Linked DNA regions of Gasterosteus aculeatus: region 2 is linked to region 1. Evidence: chromatin contacts called from public Hi-C data. All regions are on one chromosome and are shown on one strand. Each heading gives the region's core, a stretch centred on a gene start, on an enhancer-like site or on the middle of the called end of the contact. The rest is flanking DNA. Distances are from core to core; before and after follow the strand shown.

Region 1 (5,134 bases), core at 695-3,194:
TTAACACGATCTCTTCAGAGTAATTATTGCTGTGCTCCTATTTTTTTTTCTTACTTTATTCTCCTCTAAAACTAACAGCTTTGGAGAACTTAGCAGGGTGTGATTGATAGAGAGCATGAATGATGTATAAAGTCTATTTTGCTCAGATCAATACTGAATTTCATAATGACATACCTCGCAAGTACCCCCTTCCACACACACACACACACACACACTCCATCTTAAGTGAGGACATTGCAGGGATTCACTTTTACAAGCCCTCCACTGTATTTCCATTGATGACCATAACAGCACGGCTGTGTGGCTGTTATCATTCCATATCAGTAACTCTGAAGAAGGTGCCTGTCTGCTGCTGACTCTCGCACTTCATCCTAAGTTGCGTTGATAAGGTTAGGCGTTCCACGAGCCTCCACCAACGGTCCACCTGCATGCTAAACGCTGACCTCTCAACCAAAGCAAGTCAGCCCTTCTTCATTTACCCCTGTGAGATTCCCCCTGAGCATAGCTCACCTCTACTGTCCTTCCTCCCACCCCTCTGTGCTTCCGCAGTGACGACCATGCCTCTCCCGCATTCACATCCAACACCCACCCAGGTGACTGCGATGCACCTTGACAGGGGGAGCGGAACCTGTATACATGATCATATATTGCACCATTTGGGCTGAACTCTCTGTTCTCCGTCCAGATGAGCAGAAAGTGTTAAAAGGGGGGGGGAGACTAAACAAGTACGGTGGACGGAGAAAAAAGTGGGATCTGGAAATCATTTCCTACTTAATGTTTATATACAGAGCCGGTGCTGGTCTTTCAGATGGTTTTCAGACACAGACCGGTGTTATGGGACTTCATCCACCCCGGCCAGATACGCTAGGGACAGAACTGGTGACAGATGAGGACATAAGAATCAACTATTTTTGGCGCACTCATATAGGTATGCCTACTCTAAAGTCCGTCCACACAAGAAAAATCTGAAGTACAAGAACTCGAAATAGAAGAAAAATACGTATTTGAGAATCTCTTCCAGTAATTCCAGGCAATATTTGACACACATGTGCTAAAGAGTAAATATTGCCATTTAGATGGATCCAATCACCAAAGAATATCAAACAAATTCCTAAACAATCACAAACATGCTCAACAAAACCTCACATGGCTTCACCATACACAGCAAGCTGTGGATCTATTAACAGACAGCGTCTGAGCATGCATCACACTCTGGCGTTTTACGACAGAGGTCAATCACCGTGACCTCTGTAGGCTTGTATTTCATGGCAGGACTTGGGCAGTGGACCGTGAGGGGGTGGTGGGGGAGGGGGTCAGGGATTTGGGATTTTACCGCTTAGGATCTCATCTCCCTAACTCCCGGGGGATACCGAGCTCAGGCTTGTAATGAGGGGCTTTAACTTAATTTACTTTGTATGAGTGTGCATTGTGTGTATCTGTAGGTGTGTGTGTGTGTGAGAGGGACTGGTGGAGGTCCTCAGGGTTCGGGGAGACCACACTGTGGATAAATAATGAACCCATGTGTGTCACTCGCCAAAATGCCATTTTAAATAACAGGTTTTTTTCCGGCCCCATAAATCATACCTCTGCCTCTGAACATTGAAGCTCAGGATCACAGAGAAGGATCCACTTTTACTGTTGGCAATGTGAGTTTCATGCGCCGTAATTCAGCACTCGCTAGGCAGTTGTGTTTATTGAGTCCTGTGCTATGTGCAGGTAAAGAAAATGAAGTTGTATCATGAATTGATTTTATTTTAAGTCTTTACTCAATATATATTTTTGTTACCACGGCGCAATGATTCTGTCTGCATAAACAAAACTTTTTACATATCCGATCATAACAACATTTAATTTACAGAATTACAAGAAAAGCACAGACACAGAGGATAAAAATGCTGTAGGAGTCAGTAGAGAGCAGGCAAATATATCACAGGAGGAAAGGTGCCGCGGCAGTCGCCTCATCCTATAAAGCACATTGTTTTTTTGTCCAAGGGAAAGATGTCAAAAACTCCAGTTGTTACTATTTCCTGTCTGTTAAGTATGTACACGGAGGCGTCGGTTTACACACTTTTACTCTAAGATCAGCTTCTCCACTTGTGCTTTGCAACCCCCCCCCACCTCCCCATTTTCTTGGAGTTACATTCCACACATAAAATATGCAACCCAAAAGCCTGTGGGCCCCCTCAGAAATAAAGAGAACAGTTACCGTGGCAACCTTGAACAACAGCAGCACACAACATCCTGCTGATGGACAGCACACTCCAGGAGGCCGGTGCACAGGTGCTATTTTCTTTCCAAACATAGAGAATGAAGGAAAAAAAAAGATGTTTATGTTTTATAATACAAAGAAAATTAATCTACCAAATGCTCTTTTTTTCAGGGGCCTTGATGACTTTTGCAGCTCAAATGTTTTGTGTCTACTACACATTTGAATATATTTATTATTTTTTATTACTCCTACCTTACTCCTCCTTCAGACATCCAGGATGTTTTTTCTTAGCAAAGCAATAGCCTTTGAGTACTTCTAAAAGTTGTACAGTAAACTTGTTGCCAAGCGTGCATACATATAAATGATTAAAGACTGCACAGAAATCCGGTCAAACTGTGCTCTCAAAAATGGGGAGGGAAATCAGATAGTTTGGGAATGCAATACGTACAAACAGTAATTCTTCTGCTGATCATTCAATGGAAACAAAAGCAGTGTTAACGTGATATCTTAATTCTTTGCAGCTAAAACATTCCGCTGGCAGACAGTGAGGGAAAATGTAGCAAGTGTCTCTAATGTGATAATAAAAAGAGATGAAACATGAGAAAGATAAAAGGATGCAGAGGGGTAGTGGGAGTTGTGTTTGAGGATGTGTTAGTTGCATGGAGCGCGGGTCCGGTTCCCACTAAACACTTGATCAGTCTAATTAAAAGGAATCTTGGCATGAGACGTACTGAACAGTGGGGACTAAGGCCCCTTGCCAAGTCTACGCTCACCTCCTCTCTCCCACACACATCCACACACTGCCATCATGAGCCACCACAACAACAGGAATAAAAGATCCTGGGCAAATTCTTAAGACGTTCTGGTTCGAGATCCAGCAAAAACAAGGCAAGAAAAACGGTATTTGAAACACAGCAGCGGCTCACTGTCAAGTTGTATCTTCTGTCACTGACCACTAGCTCTCCCGTTAGTCCTCTTAGTCTAAGAAGCACACTAAGGGTCCCTTCGAAAAAAGTATACTGAGTGCGAAAGTGAGTCATCTTTGGCAACTCCTAGAAAGAAAACCAGTCTTTTGGAGCACTACTGTATGTATGAATCAAGCTTATGTATGTGGATGCACTGCCAGGACTTAATGCGTTGCACATTGCTGGAGCATGCAAACACATATATAGTGTACGCTTGCACGCCAGCACACACACACACACACACACACGCATGCACGCACACACACACACACACACACACACACACACACACATACAAACAGCTTAATGTTTGTTCAAGGTTTTATTTTTATTTTTTCAAATAGACTCACTGGGGTTGCTACAACAGTAGGACACCATTTACAAAACAACCGAGCTCTGCAAACTATCGTCTTACGCAGGGGAAAAATATTGTACATTTATATTGGGTGAGAAACAGGAAAAGAGTATAATGCAGACATTTTTCTTTATTAAAACGGGCCAATCTTGGTGTCATTATTATTAACAACAACAAATACAAAATTCCATTACATGAAACAGTATTAAACTCCCTCTTAAGTTGGTCCTAGTAGACATTATGCACAGTACATGTGTGTATATACTAAATTGACTGATAACAAAGAATTCTAATGTTCATTGCAGCGTTTTTCAATAATTTTTAATAGGATTCGAATGGACGTGTCTATGCATTACATTTTATTCCTCAATAATAAATTACACAGCTCTGCAAAAGTTTGAGCATACAAGTACATAAATGATTCATTCTGTGTCCATTGTTTGACCTCCATCGTCTGCACCCTCTCTCTCTGCTGTGAAATTGAACCACGCTGTTGTAATTTCAATGATAAGACAGCAATTTATATTGTGCCTCTGAATGTCAACTTGCCTACAGCCCCAACCTGTCCATTCAAAGACCTGCTCCTCCACCGTGCTCCAGTAAGCAGACAGCAGAAGACAAGCAGGTAATGGAATTGCCACACCCTGTTTGGGTTCAAAGCCATTGGAGCTGTAGAACCGAACGTGGGACGTGTCCGGGGAGCATCACTGGATGCTGCAACTGCTCAACCTGCACAAACTCATTCTTTGCCGCCGTCTCAATCTATGTAGAAGAGGAACAGGAAAGGACAATAAAGGGAAATGTCAGCTGAAATAATGGTGTTTAGGAGTATGCCTGCATGCAGGATTCTGTGCACCAGTGTGCATGCATGGAATACACAGCAGTGTCATGACAAGGCCTTTTTTTTCTCTTCGACAATTCTCTGGATCTGCACCTTTGAGATAAAAGACCTGAGAGGAAGCCTTTTTCTGCCAGTTGTCTACTCCGTCCCATCAACTATTACTCTCCTTCCTCTCTATCTCTAGAACACAGGTTGTCACTGTTGCCACAGCACGAGGATCCACGAGCCCTACCTATGCTTTAAGATTAGGAACCTGTAATTCCTTTTATTGCTGAGGCTATAATGAATATCGTTCTTATTTTGTGATTATCAAGTCTGTATTTGAATGATGAGCATGTTTACTAGGTGAATCTTCCTCTTTTCAACCAATGAGTCATTCCTTACCCTGACACCCACCTTCCACATAAAGCTAAATCTAACAGCTCCATGTGGCATCCGGCCTGGTGGTACCCTCCCTCCCACCTGAACTCTATCAATAACAAAGGTTTGCATCTTCTAGATCACTTTATCCATGGCCTACAGGTTATCTCCTCCGTCTCAACACATAATCCTAGCCAACCCTCTGGAAGCGAAAGAGAGGCAGAGGGAAAGAACGGAAAAGGACCACGTCGAGACAGAAGGAGACACAGAGGGGAGGATACAGAGAGTAAGATAGAGTGGGAAATAAGCAACACAGGTAGGAAGCCAGAAACAGAGAGAAACAGGACAAATGGAAAGAAACAGCAATGCTGTTAAAACAGAGAAGCAACAGGAAATTGTAAACA
Region 2 (5,603 bases), core at 1,401-3,900, 83 kb after region 1:
CTGCTGTAGAGACTGCTGCTCAGGCCCTGGATGCTGAAGGGGACCTGGTGGGAAGCCTTCACTCACAGGTGGGGTGAACTCACCAGGTAGGCCGGCATATGCAGAGGGAGAGAGGTGGTTATCCATTCCACCACACCAGCCTTCACCGCCATGTGCATTCGGAAAGTCAAATCGCGGTCTTTTCGCCATGTTCATATAAGGAGAGTCAAAGTGTTGCAGCCTCTGATTTGGCGGTTGTTGGGAGGGGGGAGGAGCTGGTTGTTGCATATTAAACATGGGGTCCCCATAGGGGTGCATACCCCTATTTTCCAGTCTGTGAATGGGATACTCAAACTGGTTGTGTGGGCCAGGCATCATGACCCCTCCATCCAGAATGTTAGGGTTAGTAGCGCCAGGCTCGGCCTGAGGGGGTCGGGGGAGGCCAGGGGGGCATGAATTCTGTCTGGCTATCAAGCCAGCTTGTTGTTGCTGCTGCTGCATGAGAGAATGTCTTGCATTGACCCCCGGCTCGATTCCCACGGGCACCTTACGACCATTTCCAAAACGCTCAAAAAACACTCCATGCTGAGGCTGCTGGGGTTGCTGGGGCTGTGGTGGCGGCTGGTGTCCCTTAGGGATGCCCGGCATACCTGAGGTCCGTGGCATGCCAGGGTTCCCTGGGAAATTAGCACTGGGGACAGGCCTTCCTGGGCCAAAATGGGGTATCTGAGATTCTGATTCTGATGGGGAAAATACATGTACATCAAAATGTCCAGATGGGGGCTCACTTGGGAAGTTATACTCTAATCCCTCTACAGCTCCCTGGTTGGGCATTCGCCGAGACTCTAGGCCGTGAGACTCAGAGGAGGAGGATGAGGAGGACGGGAGACCGTGGAAGGATGCTGCTCTGTTAGGTGACTGGTCCAAGGGTAGACAGGGGGCGGGGACCGCATGGCTGACACTGGGAGGGCCGTGATGTTGAAAGTCAGGCATGTTACCAGGCCGTTGCTGCTGTTGCTGCTGCTGCTGCGGGGGAAAGCCATCCCCTGCCTGCGCCTCAGCGAGAGGATCAAATCCTTCTCCAAAGCCCTGCTGTGGTCCCATGCCATTGTTGTTGTAGCCCATTAGCCGGCCACCATGCAGACATGATGATCCTGGCTCTGGGCCTCCAAAATTTCCACCGAAATGAGGGTGAGGTTGGTGGGGGTGAGGTTGATGGCCGTGAGGATGCCCTTGGTGAGGTTGCTGGTTGTTAAAAAATCCATGCATGGGTCCTTGCTGCTGCTGCTGCTGAAGTCCGCTGCCTGCATGCATGTCCGAGTGGCCCCGCGGGTGAAAGCCCCCGTACTGTTCTCCGTTCATGTTCATATTGAGCCCGAGCATTTGCGGTTCGCTCAGAGAGCCCATGCCGGGTTCCACGGCTCCCGGCGGGCCGCCAGCGTGAAAACCCGGACTTTTATAATGAGAGCCCATGTTCAGTCTCGATAGGTTTATGTTTCTCTCTGATTGGCGAGGGTTTCTGCTATTAATCTGAGAAGCAAACTGCTCCAGCCCAAACATACTCCCCTGCAATCAATCCCACATGACGGCCAGTTTGCCTGACATCAGCGCACTGTCTGTTTTTTTTTTTTTTTTTACAGTCTGTCCCCAAAAGGAAAAAAAAAGATATAAAGAAATTGTTCAAATGTCTAATGATCAAACTGATTTGTATTCTTTAAATGTTGAAACGCGTGAAATAAGTTAATCATTGCGTTTTATCAATTGTTTTTTGTTTTTCAACTTCTCCAAGGACGCGGGCGCGAGAGGGAATAGACTGTCCAAATACGCACGCAAACTGTGTTCCGGCTCCCGTGTTTATGCGCGCATTTGACGGCTCTGCCTTTTGTCTTTGATTAAGCAAACGCACATAGAACACTGTTATTTAACTTGCTGCACGGGTAACCTACCATAGTCCAAAGTTTTTCTGTGCGCTTTTCTTCGGCGCGAACGTGACAAAAAAGCATCTCCTTGACGAACTAAAAGATCGGGAGCGATCGAATAGGTAATATGACAATTTCTGTCAGCTATTAATTGTTTATTCCAGTCCAATGTCAAAAGTCAAAAGTCCCGGAGCGACTTTTTGTATAAGGTCCCATACTGGAAAAAAAGAGGAAAAAGTCCAATATGAGCCGGATAGTTTAAACTACCCCTGCAGCCTTAGAGCAGAAAAAAAAGATTTCTTGAAATAAACACTTTCTTCTAATGTCTTTCAATATCACGCTAACTGCCAAGCAGACATGTAGCTCAAAAGTCCAATGTGATCGAAAGTCCACAATCTCCAACCCAGGCACCGGAGAACCGGAGCGTCAGTTAACGCGACCTGGACCCGGAGCAGCGCGGCGTGCACTACCCGCACTCCACAACCACGGAGCTGCTGCACAGCATCCTTCGCCCGCTGCCGGTCGCGCGCCTCGCAGAGAAGCGCCTTTTGCCTGAAGTCCTCGCGGTGCGTTTCGCTCCTAACGTGCGCGTCCCTCCGTGTGCCGAGTCGTGCCTGGTGTGGTCTGAGTGCACTTTGGAGCGATTCACAGACACACTCTCACTTCGCACTGCCGCTTGGCGCTGTGTGAGCCTGCAACAAGTTTTGCATTTTTGCAGCCGCTTCCATCAATGAACCCTCCGCCAATCAGAAGGCCCGTAGAAAGCTTCCAGGGCGGGACAAACGCTTTTAAGGTGGTCCATGGGATTGCGCAAAAAATAAAAAATCGGACGTAAGAAATGGCTTTTACTTGAAATGTAATGTTTTTGACGAAATAGCGCAGTATTTTGCACATTAAAACCGTCCATCACGTTTGAATATTCTTTTTTCTTCCAAAACGATTTATTTCTTTGCCACAGAATTGCGGTCTACAACAATCGAGGTGATGGATACAGTTCTGAAACTCCCGTTTCCTCCGCAGGAGAATGAAGTGGATTTCAACATCGTGCCGATCAGTCCTCTTCCCTTATGAACAAACTTTAGCGCTGCACACACTCATCTGAGAAGTGATCAGTACTTCGTTTGGCATTAACATTTCATTACAACAACATAAAGCTCAATGTGATAACTTGCACCAATAACAACAAGCGATTGTTGAAGGAAAAGACGAGCGAAGCTCTTTAAAAGATTTATAAATGAGAGACGGTCTCGCAATGAACACTGTGAATCCACCCTGTTCAGGTGTGTATGTGCTGAATGGTGATATAGTAAATATTGTACTCAGTAGATGGATTTGCAGAGATATGATGGCCAATCATATACGTTACGTAAATATATTGAACCTTGGTGGAAGGAAATAGATCCATATTATCGCGTGTGTGTGTGTGTGTGTGTGTGTGTGTGTGTGTGTGTGTGTGTGTGTGTGTGTGTGTGTGTGTGTGTGTGTGTGTGTGTGTGTGTGTCCAATCAATCTGGCCCCAGTCGTGTGAATTTGTGTCCCAACGGGAAGAAAATCCTCCTTAAAAGACCATCTGAACTAAATCATGTGGACGATATTGGGCTTCGGTTCCGATAGTCAATAGCATTCTCTCAGTGTTATAATCTGTGAAATAGAACAAATTTCAAAGGTTAAATTAGGATAAGTTACTTTATAGGTTAATTAGCCGCAGGCCTACAAAGGCCGAAGTTATCTGTGGAAGGTTAAGTGGTGCAACAACCCGAGATAAGATATTCAAATATTGCAAATGGTTCATCTTCAGGTTCGTGCGTTTGATTAAAAAATCCGAATATAAGGAATTCAGACATAGTAGTCATTTTAAGAAGATTTATATTTCATTTAATTGCACACCATAGCCTTGAGTTTTTCCTCAGGCACGTTTCGGATGGTGTATTCATTGTTATGTAATTAAGAATGTGTGTTCATGTCGTCTGTAGCTCTTGAGTCTCTGTCTGCGTCTTTTAGTGTAGTCGGTTGTGGATTTCGGAGACACCCTGGACCTTCTTTCCCTGGTGAATATTGAAGTGACCAAGTTCACATGCAATTTTCGCGTGTCAAATTTAAACTGTTTGGCGTTAGCGGTCATAGTTTCAAATAATAGATCCTGCAATTATTTTTGATTGTTTGCGTTCGGGGAATCTGGCCTCATAAGATTAACAAAACTAATTTATTTCAAATAAAAGGCAACATTTGGGAATACTGAATACAAATATAATTCCATTTCACTAGAAGGGACAGTTTCTTTAGTGATACTAGAACGTCGTATTATAATGTCCCCGGCAGTGGGGACAGTGGACATTTAAAGAAGTTGGTGGCAGACGTCTCTGCACTTTTGGGGGGAAATGAAGTGGACTTTACCAAACGGACACAGTGCCACCTAGCGGCGGCCAACGCTCACGCACTCTATACAACTTATAGAAAGGAGGCATAGGTCTAAACCAGGACATGCTGTAAATACGATTTGACAAATCGTAATGTTAATCTAAAAACTAGACTAGAAACACTACAAATGGGTTCATAATTCATATAAAGCACTTGTGAGACAAAGTGGAAAGTGTGAAATAATTTAGCATGTATCCATAATCCCTTTATATGACAGTTTTTATCATATGATAGTGAAATTATGTAGAAATAGAAGAAGGATACATATGTGTTCAGTCTGAATCTCCTTATTTTGGTATTAGGGGGAAATCATTATCGAGGTTAAAATGTCTTTTTCTTCTAGAACAACTGCAGGTGTGGTAAATAGAAAATACACTGTCCTATAATTTTACAATAAATGTCTTGGATTTGGAAATAGATACGCATTTTTTACATGACAATACATTTTCTCATAATTATTTGTAGTGCTGTGGATGTTTCAGATCATTTTAGCTATACAGTGTGTAAGCAAGCTCTCTGCTCAGCCCTGCAGAGGACGGGGCGGTTTGACAGGGCTGAGGATGGAGACGGGTCAGGACGAGGCTTTGGAAGGTGCCCGGGAAGAAGTTTGTGTGTGTAAATTTAGAAGTTTGGAAGGGATTGGATTATGTATCACTCCTTGAAGCTGAAGGGACAGTGGCTGAGAGAGAGAGAGAGAGAGAGGGGGGGGGCAGGGAGAGAGACGGTGCTTGTGTTGTGAGGTAGACACAGTGTAAAGTAAAGTATCTGTCTCTTCCAGAAGGACGGAGCAGCGTGATGAGCTGTTGAGATGTTCTGAAGGCTGTGCATGGGTGGCGTGTTGCTGGGAGGGAACAAAAAAAAAAAACCTTCTCAGTATCACCTTGCTGTAGGATCACTTTCATATCAGAGAGCCAGGTGGAATCAGCATCATTATAGTGTTACCCAGACAAGGAAAAAAAAAAAAAAGTGGGCCCACATGTCTAACTGTTCAAGCCGAGGCAACCATGGCTGCTATGCGGAGCCCCGTAGGAATACCAGGATTCATTCATGTTGATTTCCCAACTGCTAAAGGATAGTTGTATCACAAAATTCCATTCAGCTGACTAAGACTAACACCCCTGAGATATTGTCCCTGGTTACATGACCACACTCTTCTCAGATGGAGACGGACGAGTGAAGTATGACAAACCGGCGGCATGGTCTCCTTCGCCCTCCGTCCCCAGAGATGATGAATGCAGCTCAGAGCTGCTGCAGAGACGAAGTCACGACAATCGACAGGCTACAGGC

The links. Hi-C and Micro-C count contacts between places; a contact is called where the count stands out from the background.
Region 2: a Hi-C map of tail fin shows a contact between it and region 1, with 4 times the contacts expected there. The contact joins the promoter of mn1b here to the enhancer-like site in region 1. A contact is called at or near these places in 3 of 6 Hi-C or Micro-C datasets (skeletal muscle, tail fin and whole body).

Annotation. Positions count from the first base shown.
Region 1 is chr13:14,337,612-14,342,745 of fGasAcu3.hap1.1, forward strand. It overlaps LOC120831333 (a long non-coding RNA gene), which reads right to left. Exons shown (of 3, transcript XR_005714049.2): 3 at 3,645-4,291. Among protein-coding and RNA genes, the nearest start is that of LOC120831335, 7.6 kb to the left of the region's middle. Within about 2 kb of position 1,945, at least 2 of the 9 cell types and tissues checked have open chromatin away from gene starts, as enhancers often do.
Region 2 is chr13:14,419,785-14,425,387 of fGasAcu3.hap1.1, forward strand. mn1b (meningioma 1b) reads right to left here and starts at 2,651. Exons shown (of 2, transcript XM_040195349.2): 1 at 1-2,651. The coding sequence starts at 1,539.